Linked DNA regions of Sus scrofa: all the other regions are linked to region 2. A link is a contact called in public HiChIP or PLAC-seq data. All regions are on one chromosome and are shown on one strand. Each heading gives the region's core, a stretch centred on a gene start, on an enhancer-like site or on the middle of the called end of the contact. The rest is flanking DNA. Distances are from core to core; before and after follow the strand shown. Region 1 holds the start of NFYC (nuclear transcription factor Y subunit gamma). Region 2 holds the start of KCNQ4 (potassium voltage-gated channel subfamily KQT member 4). Region 3 holds the start of CITED4 (cbp/p300-interacting transactivator 4).

What was found. HiChIP or PLAC-seq counts read pairs in DNA pulled down with a chosen protein or histone mark.
Region 1: an H3K27ac HiChIP or PLAC-seq map of skeletal muscle shows a contact between it and region 2. The contact joins the promoter of NFYC here to the promoter of KCNQ4 in region 2. A contact is called at or near these places in 1 of 5 promoter capture datasets (fetal skeletal muscle) and 1 of 2 datasets of contacts at active chromatin or transcription factors (skeletal muscle).
Region 3: a contact with region 2 is called in an H3K27ac HiChIP or PLAC-seq map of skeletal muscle. The contact joins the promoter of CITED4 here to the promoter of KCNQ4 in region 2. A contact is called at or near these places in 8 of 47 Hi-C or Micro-C datasets (embryonic fibroblasts, fetal heart ventricle, fetal skeletal muscle and 4 more) and 1 of 2 datasets of contacts at active chromatin or transcription factors (skeletal muscle).

The regions. Positions count from the first base shown.
Region 1 is chr6:170,484,388-170,488,566 of Sscrofa11.1, reverse strand. It overlaps NFYC (nuclear transcription factor Y subunit gamma), which reads left to right and starts at 2,555. Exons shown (of 10, transcript XM_021096986.1): 1 at 2,555-2,772. It overlaps LOC110261254 (a long non-coding RNA gene), which reads right to left and starts at 2,060. Exons shown (of 2, transcript XR_002345276.1): 1 at 1,999-2,060.
Region 2 is chr6:170,398,693-170,403,168 of Sscrofa11.1, reverse strand. It overlaps KCNQ4 (potassium voltage-gated channel subfamily KQT member 4), which reads left to right and starts at 1,635. Exons shown (of 13, transcript XM_021096972.1): 1 at 1,635-1,963. The coding sequence starts at 1,650. LOC106507678 (a long non-coding RNA gene) reads right to left here and starts at 125. Exons shown (of 2, transcript XR_002345272.1): 1 at 1-125.
Region 3 is chr6:170,322,898-170,327,378 of Sscrofa11.1, reverse strand. It overlaps CITED4 (cbp/p300-interacting transactivator 4), which reads right to left and starts at 2,592. Exons shown (of 3, transcript XM_003128106.4): 1 at 2,116-2,592; 2 at 1,993-2,113; 3 at 1,239-1,990. The coding sequence starts at 2,319. The coding sequence ends at 1,755.

The DNA.
Region 1 (4,179 bases), core at 1,306-3,805, 84 kb before region 2:
CTCAGGGCAACACTGGATCCCGGACCCACTAAGCCAGGCCAGGGATTGAACGTACATCCTCACGGATACTAGCTGGGTTCGCTGATGCTGCACTGCAACGGGAACTCCCGAGGTTTTCTTTCTTATTCACATCCCTTACGAATCCTGTGTGCCAGCTGTGGCTCTGTACATCTTCACTCTGGGACCAAAACCTGAGAAGCAGCTCTACTTGGAACATGTTCCTTTCATGGCAGAGGACAAAGATGGCTCGTACACGTCTGCTCAGAAGTGGCTCAAGCTACTTCTACTCACATTTCATGGACCAAAACAAAGCCAGGCTTGATGACATTAGGGTGAGAAATATAATCTCCTAGGGGCAGACCTGACGGGGAAGGTTTTAGCAAAGGAGAGGCAGAGAACATTGATAACCATAGTCTACCGCAAAGGACTCACGTTCAGCCTGTATTGGTGTGACGGTTACCAGTTACATACTGACTATCAAAATCCTGAACTATTTTCCTACCGGCTGGGAAATGGCTGCTGTTCCAAGCCTTCGGACAAACCCCTCCCCCGGGATTTGCTCCTCACAGCCTGGCGACCGAAGGGTTAACCTCTAGCGGGGAAGACCCTTCCTGACTTCCCCTGAGCAGACGGTGCTTGAGCACGACCCGTCGTCGTTACAGGCGTTTACTAGCACCCTTGGCTAACTTCTTTTAATGTGTACATTTTTATTAGTTTAATTCCGAGGGAAACCGACTGCAGCCTCTATATAGTGTCAACACTTCATTATAATGATCACTAATAATCCTAATTTGTGCTGCTTCCTACACATTTTTACTTTGCTTTTACAAGTATAATTGTGTTGCTTCTTGCACTTTTGTTTTTGCACAAGCATAGTACATGCCATAATTGCTCATTAAATATTTGTAGAGATTTACGTAGCATTTTTTCCATTCGCTAAGCTTTTCTATCTCAACATACTAGTCCTCTGTTTTTTTTTTTTTTTTTGGCTCTCTTTTTCTTCTTTCAATATACTTTTTTTTTTAATGGCCACACCTGTGGCATATGGAAGTTCCCAGGGGGGCTAGTGTTCCAATCAGAGCTACAGATGCCGGCCTACGCCACAGCCACGGCAATGCCAGATCTGAGCTGCATCTGTAATCTACATGACAGCTCACAGCAACACTGGATCCTTAACCCACTGAGCAAGGCCTGGGATCGAACCCACAGCCACATGGATACTAGTCGGATTCATTATTGGTGAGCCACAACGGGAACTCCAGCATGACTATTTCTTATTTTAAGTCTGTTTTTAACTTTTTATGCCATTTCTGTCTGAAAATATTACCACTAACTTCTTTACACTTTTGCAATTTATATATTCTCCCTTACATAATTGCATTCCATCTCCCCAGCACTCCCAGGAGGTAGGAATTAGATCGTTTTACAGATGAAGAAATCTGAGACTCAGGGAAGTCAGATGTCTTGTAACTAGTTAGGTTTTGTTCATTCACTCATCAAATATTGATTGAGTGCCTGGAGTGAGATTTGTTAGGGCTGCAGACAATGTTCCTGAATTCGAGTTAAGGGTTAATTCCGCTCTGCTCTACTTCTTTATCACCAGGGTCGTGAACTCAAAGGAAGGAAACAACATATTGATGTTATGGTTGAGGACCCTGCAGGGGTGGCTCCAAGTGGCTCCTCAGAGAGGCTCCAAGATCCTTCGTAAAATTCATGGTAACTACCAGCAGGGGCAGTCTCATTTCTCTCTGTGTTTGCTACCTGACAGGAACTGTCCGTAGATAATGCCATTCAAATATATTCGATGCATTTTTTTAAAGGTTTGGGAGCTATTCAAGTGGAGCTTTGATACTTGAGCTGCAGAGACTTGATCAAATTATTTAACCCTCTGCGCTTCAGTTCCATCACCTGTAAGAAAGAAATAATGCTAATGGAGTTCCTGTTGTGGTGCTGCGGCAACGAATCTGACTAGAAACCAGGAGGCTGTGGGTTCGATACCTGGTCTCGCTCAGGGGGTTAAGGATCCAGCGTTGCCGTGAGCTGTGGTGTAGGTCGCAGATGCCGCTTGGATCCCACGTTGCTGTGGCCGTGGTGTAGACCTGCAGCTGTAGCTCCAGTTAGACCCCCAGCCTGGGAAGCTCCACATGCCGCGTGTGCGGCCCCAAAAAGCAAAAAAAAAAGGAAATAATGATAACGCCTTTGGACTAAGTTGTTGTGTCGATTTAGAGAGCTAAATATGAAAAAGTTGTAATGCTCATTGCAGTTCAGTTTCCACCAGTTTTTGAAGAAGTTTTAAACTGCATTCGAGTGAGGAAAACAACGTCCCTGCTGAGGTAAGGCTACAAGCTGACCATTCTTGGGAAGCGCTGTTCTTTCTGGTGGAACACACCACTTCAGTTTTGGGGTTAGAACCCCCTTTCGCGGTGCAGGTAGCTAACTTCTTTAACGGCGCCCTAGTCTGGCATTCCCACGTCGCCCTCCATCCCTCAGCTCCTCTCTCTCAAATTAAAAAAAAAAAAAAAAAAAAAAAAAAAAAGACCTACAACAACTGCTTATTCCCTAAAATTCCTAAGTGTGCACACAGGACAGCTTCTCGGCGACGGCTCCTCCTAGGAGGTCGCAGCGCAAACGCCTCCGGACCGCCTCGAGGGGCGGGGCCAGAAGCCTCACGCCTCATCCCGCCTCACCGTGCCGCCGCCCTTCGCAATTCTCGCGAGACTTCAAGCAACTTAGCTTCTGCGTATTAAAGACACTGGGAGTCAAGGCGCCAAGGTGGGGGGAGGGGAAGGGGGGAGACGGGGCAAACGGCGTGGCCGCCATCTTGTTTGTGCCCCCGCTTCGCGCGCGCTCCGTTCTCCGTGACGCACGCGTCCCCCTCCCCTCCGCCGCGCCCAGGTCTCTGCATTGCCCGACGCCGCAAGGGCGCGGGGGCGGCTCCTGCTCCTCGCTGGACTCCTGAGGAGGCGTGTGAGTGTGCGGGAGCGTCCGCGGGAGGGAGCGGGAGCGGGGAGCGGCGGCGGCGGGGGGAGGGGTGGCGCTTCCCGCCTTCGGCGCGGCCCTCACTGCCCTCGCGCGGCCGCTGCTGCAGTTCGGTTCGGCCTGCCCGCCGCCATGTTGTGTCCTCGCCGGGCCCGCCGCTGTCGCCTCCGCTGCGCTCGTGGGGTCCGTGAGCTTGTCGGCCCGGCCCGCGGGCTTTCTCCCATTGGCGGAAGGCGACTGCGGGGGGGCTCGCTCGTGATTGGTCGGTGGCGGGGAGGCCGCGGACCTGGCACGTTATTGGTCGCGCTGGCTCCGGCCTAGGGGGTGAGGAAGGGATCGGAGGCTGTAGGGATGCGCGCGTCTTGGGCTCGGGCTGCAGGACGGTGACCTCCTACGGCGCAGGCGTGGGGAGGAGGTTGGGAGCGAGCCGTAAAGGCCTTCAGGGGGCAGAGAGGGTGGTGGTCTGGCAGTCACTTCGGGGGTAGCCTGTGTTCCTGTGCATGGCCGGGAATGGGAGGCACTCCAAATTCCAGAGGTATCCTCCGTGGAACATGCATGGTCCGGGATAGGGGCGTGCAAGCTGCAAGGGTGCCAGGCTTGGAAACGCTTAAACCCTAGTTACAGCTTGAGGGAATCACCGAGATGCAGGGATGCTAGACTTAGATGCAGGAGTGTAACACAGGTAGTGAGTGACCCTGATGTCGGTGGATGTCAGGTCTGAGGCCATGGAGGAGAGGGCATCAGGGCCTTAGCGACATATCCGAACAGTAGGATCAGATCAGGAATTTTGCTGGCGTGCCAGTGTTGGAACATTGAGGTTTTCGGTGGAGCCCTCGAGTCCATCCACAGTTACCAGACCTGGGATGTGAGGAGGAAAATAAACAGACCCAGGCTAAGAGAGGGATTCTGTTGGATAGGAAAGCATGGTTGAATGCGGAACATAGGAGGCACAGCATTAAATAGTAACAAATCTATAGGAGTGAAACGGTAGAAGCATTTTTGGAAACATTGTCACATTTGAGAATTATATTAGTGTAATTATAAATTATCAGGTCTCAGGACCATACAACTAGTTTTGAAATGTTCTATATGAAGTTTTACTGCTCTAGGAAAGATAGAGGTCAGGGCTGAGTTCCCAGATTTCCAAAGCTATTCTTTCTAGCAAATATCAGCTATTTGACAGTTATTTGTTTGAAAGTA
Region 2 (4,476 bases), core at 386-2,885:
TGTGCAGAGGGAAACGCGTCACTGCTGGAGCAGGGCAAGCCGTGGCCAAGCGCCGTTTGGGGACCCCTGCCAAGTCCCGGCAGCCCCCTCCCTGCCTGCCAGGCCGCTTTGCCTCCCTCCCTCCCTCCCCCGCTGGCGCGCAGCAGATCAATGCTGCCTTTGCTGACAGCTGAGAATCGAGCTCGCCTTCCCGCCCCCCTCCATGCCCCTCCCGCTCGGGCTCCGTCCCCCGAGATCCTCCCGGAGGAACCGGGAAGAGTTCGCTGCGGAAGCGCTTCACCCTGGGGCAGGGCGTGCGGAGGCAGCGGCTGGCGAGGCCGAAGCTCCCCTTAGGACGAGAGGGAAGGAGGCTCGGGAAACCCAAAAGACCTCTCTGAGCTGAGCCAAGAGGGCTAGAAGGAACGAAAGGGCCTCCCCCAAAGCTAGAGGGAGCGGGTCAGGCACCGAGACCTTCCCAGCCGGAGAGGGGACTGCAGGGGGGCACGTCTCCCCGCTTTGTATGGGCTTCTTTGGGGGGGAGGCTGTGCACCCTCCGCGCCGGTTCAGAGCTCAGCTCCCAACACGCGTGTGCCCTGCGCCTGGAAGCGCGGCAAGGGAGCGCGAGCGCCTGGGTTGGCGTGGAGCAGCCCCCCCACCGCCCCCGGATCAGAACAGGCTCTTCCTGGGGGCGGTGGTGCCTAAGCGGGATCCCCCCCCCCGCCGCCGCCGCCCCGACCCCAACCCCGCGGAGAAGGGAAGCTCGGAGGCAGGGGGGAGTGGGAGGAGAGGCCGACACACCTGAGACCCGCTGTGCCACACACACAGGTCTTTCAGGCGCGAGCGCACCGGGCCACACGCGGCACGGGCACACTCACACGCCCCGCAGCGCGCCCCGCGGCCCGGCCCCCCTGCCTCCGATGCCCGCAGTTCGCCGAGCCGCGCGCACTGCCTGCGCTCACGCCCCAACTCCACGGGACGCGCGCCCCGTCCTCGACGGCGGCCGCGCCTCCACGCCCCCCTCGCCTCCACGCACGCGAGGCGGCCCGCCCCCGGCCCGGCCCGGCCCGGCCCGGCCCCGGGGACCGCGCAGCCCGGCGCAGGCCGCCTCGCCGCGGGCCCCGGCCGGCTCCGGCCCCGGCGCTGGCCCCCGGGCCGCCGCCGCCGGCCGCCGAGCGGTCGGGTCCCCGCCCCGGCTGGCCCGGCCGCCGCCTCGCTGCCCGTCCCCGCCCTCCGCCCGGCCGCGCCGCTCGCTCGCTCCCTCCCGATTTGGGAAGGCGGCCGCGGGGCGGGCGGGGGCGGCGGGGCGGCGGGGGAGGGGCGGCCCGAGGCTGACATGTGAGCGGCGCGCCGGCGGCAGGTGGAAAGGCGAGCGGCATGGAGCGCGTAATAAGAGAGTTGGAGTCGGAAAGAGCCGCCCCAGTCGCCGGGGAAGCGGGCGGCCAGCGCGGGCTCCGGCGGCCCCCCGGCTCCGAGCGCCCGCCCTCGGCCCCGGCGCGGCCCCGGCCCGGCCCCTAGCCCCCCGCCGCCGCCCGCGCCCGCCCCGGGACGCCCAGCCGGTCCCGGGTCCGAGCCATGCGCCGCTGAGCGCCCAGAGCGCGCCCCCGCCCCGCCCCGGACCGGACCGGACCCGGGCCCCAGGCACCCCCCACCCCGCCCGCCCGGCGCCGCCCATGGCCGAGGCCCCCGCCCGCCGCCTCGGCCGGGCCCCCCCGACCGGGGACGCCCCCCGCGCCGAGCTGGTGGCGCTCACGGCCGTGCGGAGCGAGCGCGGCGAGGCGGGCGGGGGCGGCTCCCCGCGCCGCCTGGGCCTCCTGGGCAGCCCCCTGCCGCCGGGCGCACCCCTCCCGGGGCCGGGGCCGGGGCCGGGCTCCGCCTGCGGCCAGCGCTCCTCGGCCGCGCACAAGCGCTACCGCCGCCTGCAGAACTGGGTCTACAACGTGCTGGAGCGACCCCGCGGCTGGGCCTTCGTCTACCACGTCTTCATGTGAGTTCGCGCCCCCGCGTCCCCGGCCGCGCCCGCGCTCTGCCTCCGCACCCCCAGGCCCCGGGGTCCGCAGACCCCCGTCCCTCTGCTCCCGCCGCAGCCCGACCCTCGGCCCCACGCCCCAAGTCCCAGCCGCGGCCCGACCTCGCTTCTGACCCCCCCCCACCTCCTCCTAACTTCCATCCGGAGCTCCAGCCCCTGCTCCTCTGTCCCAGGTGCTCCCCACATCTGGCTTCTTGCTCCCCATCTCTCTGCAGTCTGGGGCCAGTAAAGTGCAGCTCCCCTTCCCTCTTCCTCACTTCTGTCTTCCTGTGTCCCGCCGCAAAGAGGACCCTTTGTCTCCCCCCGCCAACACACACACTTTCTGTCGCCCTCTCCCCAGCTCTGTAGCTGCCGTGGGCTCCCATAGGAGCTGCCCTCAGAGAGGGCCCTCTCCAGGGACGACCTCCACCCCAGCCCAGGGCTGGCCCCCAACTGTAGGTGTTCGGGGGTCCCCTTGAGCCACCAGAGTTCTGCCCCTGGCGTGAGTGGGCTGTCTTCACTCAGCCTTCCCCTCCACCCTCAACTTCCCAGCGGCAGCAGCCAGCAGCGGGCCGTGCCGCCTGCCCTGCAGGCTCTGCCAGCTAGCCTGCCCAGCTCGCGGGCTGCTGCACCAGGCCTGGCTCTGGGTACCCCCTGGGGAAAGGAAGGGGAGAGAGCTAGGTTTGGAAACACCCATGCTGCCGGCCCCCTCCCCCGCCTCCCCAGGCTCCTACAACTTTCAAAAACACTGGCCCTTCTTGGATGTAGAGAGTGAATTTTGGCAGCTCAGAGCCGAGTCTTGGGGGACGGCCTGGCCCAGCTGGGAACATGAGAGGCCCCGCGGATATCAGTTGAAGGGCTGGGCCTGGCGCTCAGACACTCGCAGGTGCCCGAGAGAGACCTCCTGTCCTTGGAAAATGTGCCGAAATCCATCCCTTATTGCTGCCCCCAGAGAGGGCCCTCGGGTCCTGGGGTCTCCTGGGTGGTCCCGGGTGGGAGCTGTCCTGTCTCCTTGTCTCTCTCCCTAACAGTCCTTCTGCTTGTCTGCTTCCATCCCTCGCTGGCCTGTCCGGTTGCCTGGGTGCCTGTCCATCCGTCTAGCCCGCCCGGCCGCTTGACTCTCACTCTTCTACTTGTCTGTTTCCGCTTGTCTTTGGGTCTTGGTTCCCGCCTGACCCTCTGCTGCGTGCTTGCCTGTCTCTGCCCTGTAGAGTCAGAGAGGAAGGGGGATGTGGAGCCCCCTGAGCACAGGGAGGCTGGAGGAAGGGAGCTCTTCCAGCCTCTATGCCCCCCGGGGGTGGCAGCTGCGACTTTGGGCAGAGACCTCAGGTGGGCTAGATGGGGGCGGGGGCAGCTGAGATTGCTCGGGGTGTGAGGTTAGGCCTTAGGGTCAGGGTCAATGGTTGGGAGTAGCCCAACCCCCAGTGCCCCCGGGAGGGCGCGGATGAATATTTTTCGGGCAGAGAGGCCTGCTGGAGTGCCCTGCGCTGGGCAGGGGAGCAGGGGCGGTGGAGTTGGGCCTGAGGGGCAGGGACTGCTAGTTCAGAGCAGCTGTGCTATGGCACCCTTGCCCATTCTGCGGCCTGGTGCCCAGGGAGGGTGAGACACTCTGCAGGGAGCAGCTGCGTCCTCCACAGGCCCCTCTTGGGAGGGGACTTTTCCAAGGCAGGGCTGGGCCTGGGGAAGCAAGAGGCATCTGAGGTGGGGTCCGCGGTGCCCAGGCCTGGCCTCACGGCCCCTACGAGGGTCACTGGAGGTGAAGGACTCGCCTCGCGTCCCCTGGCCAGCTCTGTCTTCACCTCCTCTGAAGGGGCCTCTCCTTCCTCTCCAGGAGCTAAATCCGCTAATACCTTTGCCCCACATCCTGCCCTTTCTGGATGCCAGGAATGCCCTGGCCAGGGACATGCTTGTTCTGACCACTTGTCCCCAGGAGCCCAGGGACGAGGCATCTCTCGGGAGTTCTGGGAGAGGAAACGTGGCGTGAAAACAACCAGACATTTGAGGATCTCAGAGCTCAGAAGGGGTGGAGGGGTCAGGAACGCCAGCTCTTGTGTGCTGTGTGATCTTGGGTTGATCACTGTGCCTCTCTAAGCTTTAGATCTCCTGGGCCGTCAAAGTGGGTAGAAAACCCCAGCCTTTCGGGCCACCCTCTTGGATGAGGCAAGGGGCGGGCAAGAGCTTGGTGAGCCGCAAGGGCCTGTGGGAGCTTAAGGGGTGGTTATTACTGGTCTCGGGGGAGCGGGCCACGCAAGAGACCTCTCCTGTGCCCGAGGAGCTCCCGACTCGGGGCTTCGCGGTCACTCGCTGTAGGGTCTTGGGTGAGCTGGCTGCGGTTGGACTTCGAGCCCGATTTTTGCCCTTTGGGTCACCCCCAATGCCCCTCATAGGCAGCCCAAGCGAGGGGGGTCCGGTGTGCACAGGAAGCTCAGACCCCCTTCCCAGAGACTCAGGCCTGGTGGGAGGGCGCCCCGCAGAAAAGCCTGCCCGAGAAG
Region 3 (4,481 bases), core at 1,343-3,842, 77 kb after region 2:
CTGGAGGGAAAGTCAGGTCAACAAGCTTGGCACGGAGGTGAAGCCAAGCTTCGCCAGCCGCAGGGCACAGGTCACAGCTCTGTGCTCCTCTCCACCAAGTCTCTGGAATTCACTCTCCTCTCCAGCCCCCCTGCCTGTCCTAGCCCGGTCCTCCGCCTCTCCTCCCTGCCTTCCAGCCCTCTCTTCCTGCCTTTCTCCCGCACCTCAGAAGCACTTAGGGATCTTTCCAGAGAGAGGCAACAGCAGAGGGTGGGCAGGAGCATACGCTGCTGCTCCGGACTGAGGCCAGACTCTGCCAGGTCTGGACCAGAGTCCAGATGCCTCACCTGCAGAACGAGGACCGTGCCTACTTCTCAGTCCCCGGAAAACCAAGAGACCTTTGTTGTCCCTGTGAGAGGCCCCATGCTTTACCGCCCAGGCCCCGGCCTGGCAGCCTCCCTGCCTTGAGCCGGCTCTCTGCTTGCACACCTTCTTTTCCAAGTCCTACCGAGACTCATCCTTGAAGGCCCTGCTCACCCGATCAAATGTCCCCACCTCCCCAAGCCTGAACTGGCCGGACCCCCAGCCAGCTGAAGATGCTTCCTCTTCTGGGTTTGCCCGCTAGGCATCCTGCCTGTTTTCTAGTCCGCATCCCTCTCTTCCTTGTCCCAAGACGAGTGGGTTTCCAGGCCTGTCGTCCCCTCCTCCCACCTGGACTGTGACTCCTCGAGGGATGACTATTACTGTGAAATCACCACCACTATTATTTACGGAGGCCCCGCGTGCCTGGCACTGCGCTAAACGCCGCCCATGGCATGCGACCCTCACGGCCACCTAAGACGCGGATCCACTGTCCCTCCGAGGAAATGGCCTCAGAAACCTGAATGGATGGCGCCCAGAACAAGGGGGAGAGCCCGGGTTCAAAGCCAGGGCTGTCCAAGCCTTCGGGTATACCCAGCTCCCGGCCGGCCTGCCTGCAGAGCCAACAGGGAGGGCCGCACCCCCAAGCTCCCTCCACCCCTCCCAGGAGCCCCCGCCTTCACCCTTGGGTTACGGGGTGGCGGCAGCCTCTGCCTTCCAGATTATGACAGGACGATTGCACCACGCACAGGCATTTTCAAAAGCAACCGTCAGTTTCCTCTCCTGGCCACTGCCGGGGGATGTGGCCTCCACCCCACCCAGGGTCTCCAACAGCCTCAGGACTCTAGGAGCCAAATATAGCCTAGGGCTGGAGTGATAAGGAAATGAACACGCCAGACTGGAAAGTGACCCAGTTTTATTTGGTGTTGGAGGCCACTTGCAGGGGTGAGGGCTGCACAACCTGCCCCTCCCCAGAGCGGGAGGCCCAACGAACGACCTCAGGACCCAGGCCGCCAGGGCGGGGCCAGGCGGGTGGGCGGCTCCCGGGACCCAGTGAACACCGTGGGCTGCGCGAGGAGAGGGGGAATCAGGCAGAGGCCTGGAATGGCTCAGATTGGGGAGCTGGGTTGGAGGATCCGAGAGGAGAGCATACAGAATCCAAGAGCTGGGAGGCTGCAAGGGGCGTCCAGACCCCTTCGCTTTAGCCCTGTGGCTCCGGGTCAGAGAGATGAACCCAAACTGTCATCCTGCAGCAAGCAGGGCCTGCAGTGAGGCCCGGCGTCCCGGCCCGGCGTCGGCTCGGTGCGCGAACCGCTGCCTCACCCTCACGGAAGGTGCGTGCCGGGGCCCCGGCGCTGGGTGCCGAGTCCGGCGGGGCCGGCCCCCTTCTCTCGGCCACGCCGGGCAGGCGTCGCTTAGCAGCTCACCGAGCCAGCGGGCGGCGCCGAACCCAAGTCCGAGAAGCAGTCGAACTCGCTCTGGCCCAGGAAGAGCTCGGGCAGCTCGCGCACGCGGTGCAGCCCGAGCTCCAGCTCCAGCGACGTCAGCGCCTCCTCGTCGATGAGTTCGGCGTCCATGCAGCCCAGAGCGTGCGCGGGTGGCGGCGGTGGCGGAGCTGGGGCTCCGGGCGCCGGCTGTGGGCCCGGGGGCCTCCCGGGGCGCCGGGGGGCGCGGTCGCGCGACTTGGGTACAGCGTCGCCACGGGCTGCAGGTGCGCGCCGCTGGCGGCCGGCGGCGGCGGCACAGCCGGAAAGGACTGGAAGGTTGGCGGCGGCGGCCCAAGGCCCCGTACGTCAGAGCCCCGGGTGGGGGCGGCGGCGGCGGGCCCAGCGGAGTCCCCCGCGGCCGCAACCCGCTGTCCAGGCCGGGGCCCGAGTACGGCTGCAGCGTCCGGAGCACGTGAGGGCCTTGGGCCGGCGCGGGAGGCGGTGGCCTGGGCACCAGGCGGTAGCCCTCGGCGAGCAGCAGGTGGTCTGCCATGACGGCCGGCCGGCTGCTGGCGGCTGCGGACCAGGGGTCAGCGCGGGCGTCCCCCGGCCCGGACCAGCGGTTCCTCTGCGCCGAGGGATCCGGGCGCCGTGCCCTCTCTGCACCCTAGCTGGGCAAAGGAAATCCGAACCCGACCTGTGCTTCTGCGCAGCCCAGGACGCACGAACTCAGAGCTCCCGTGCGCCCCAGCTCAAGGCGAGAACGACCCTGCTCAGCCACCAGGTCCGGCAGCGAGAGCTCAGCGACGCGCCCGCGACCTCCGCGCAGCCTTATACCCAGAGGCGGGGTGCCCCGCCCCCGAGCGCTCATTGGCTGGGTGAGACGATGGGCGGGCCCGCCGCGCCGCGCCTCCTGGAGGTCTCGGCCGGGTTCCTGTCCCAGCTCCGCCCTTTGGACCTTAGGCCCGCCCCCTGGGGCTTTGAGGTCTGTCCCGAAGCCTGGTGTTTGGCACTTTGCAAAAGGCTTGGTCTGGCTGCCCTAGGCTCAGTCTCAGGGCTAGATGGGGCCAAACTTGAACAGACCAGAAGATGGAGTGCGAGGGGTAGAGGAGTTACTAGGCCCCCTGAACTGCAGGATCACAAGCCCAACCTCTCAACCCTCTCAATTTTCCAGATGAAGAAAGCTGGAGAGGCAGAAGGCGTTTCCTGGGAATACAAAGTAAAGCCTGGACAGAAGGGAGACTCGAACCCAGGCCTTTTGATTGCCGCCTCTACACAGGGCAAGGACACCTTTGCGGCGCAGAGTTCCCCGGACAGTCGGCTGCCCGACTCCATAATCCCAGGAGTCCCAGTTACCCTCCCTCGGCTCCTGCGCCCTTGTCTGTGAAAGCACGTACTGAGTCGTTATTAAAGTAATTTATGGGCATGCCTGCTGAAGGACTTGTTCATCCTTGTGTCCTCAGCCCTTGGCCCAGAGCCTATAGCTCAGGGCAGGTTTTCAGTAAAAGTTGGGTGAATCAACAGACGATCAAATGAATTGCACCTCATTCCCCTGCACTCGTTTCTTCATCCGTAAAATGGGGCAACGACAGTACCAAACTCACTGGGTTGCTGTGAGAGTTAAAGGAGGTGGTGTGTGCACGGTGCCCAGCACAGTGCCTGGCGTGCAGTAGGTGCTCAAAAATGTTCCTCAAATGAATGAAAAGCTGGATTTAGTTCTGTCCCTAGGGACCTTCTGAGTGGGGGATGTTGCCCTTCCCGTGATAGCAATAGTTAGAAGGTGGATGTTTAGAATGCTATACATTCTACGCACACCTTACTGGGGGCAGTGCATGGATTATCAATCCCATTGTGCAGATCAGAAGACCGAGGCACGGAAACTGACTGTCCTAGGGTCATACGCAGCCAGAGTTAGCCGTGTCCTTAGAGCAGCTGGAGTCTCTCCTGGTGGCCAAGAGACAACCTTCTGGAACCTTGCCCTTCTCCTGTTTGCCACTCCGCCCCTCCCTTCTCTGGCTCCCCGCTGCTGGTAGCGTCCTTGGGATTTCCTGGAACTTGGGTTTATCCAGCTGGTGCAGACAGGAGAACCGTAGCATGAGAAGCCAGAGGCTCAAGTTCTAATCGTGTCTCTACCACCCGCAGCAGTATGACCGTTGGGTGTTGGGGGGCAGGGTGTCACTTTTTTCCCCAGGGCCTCAGCTTTCTACTCAGTAAAAGGGAGATTGTAGTCACCTGAGAGCTTGTGAGAAGGTCACAAGTGACCATGGATGCAGTCACATTTTTGGCAAAGTGTAAAAGCTACACACATGGGAATTGACTCCCCCGGAGTCTGTCTTTAATAAAAGTGTCAAATGGAAATTCCTAAACATGGCTGCACCTCAGACTCAGCAAGGGGAGGGTGGTGGTACAGAGGAAGAGGAGGCTTTGAAAAATCCTGAATCTCTGGCTCCATCCAGCCTCCTGACTCAGATTCTGGGAGGGTATTTGGAATCATAAATTTGTATGGTCTGAAGATTTGGGAGCCGTTGTGCCACTAGAAGATTTTCCTTTTTTTTTTTTTTTTAAGTGTGTGTGTGTGTGAGAAATGTTTTAAAAGGTCTTTAATTTAGTCCATAAATATTTGTTTGGGCGCCTATTCTATGCCAGGTATTGATCTGCTAGTGGTTTTTAAGCTTTGGGGATCCACTGAGTCTTGAGAAGCTAATGAAAGTTACT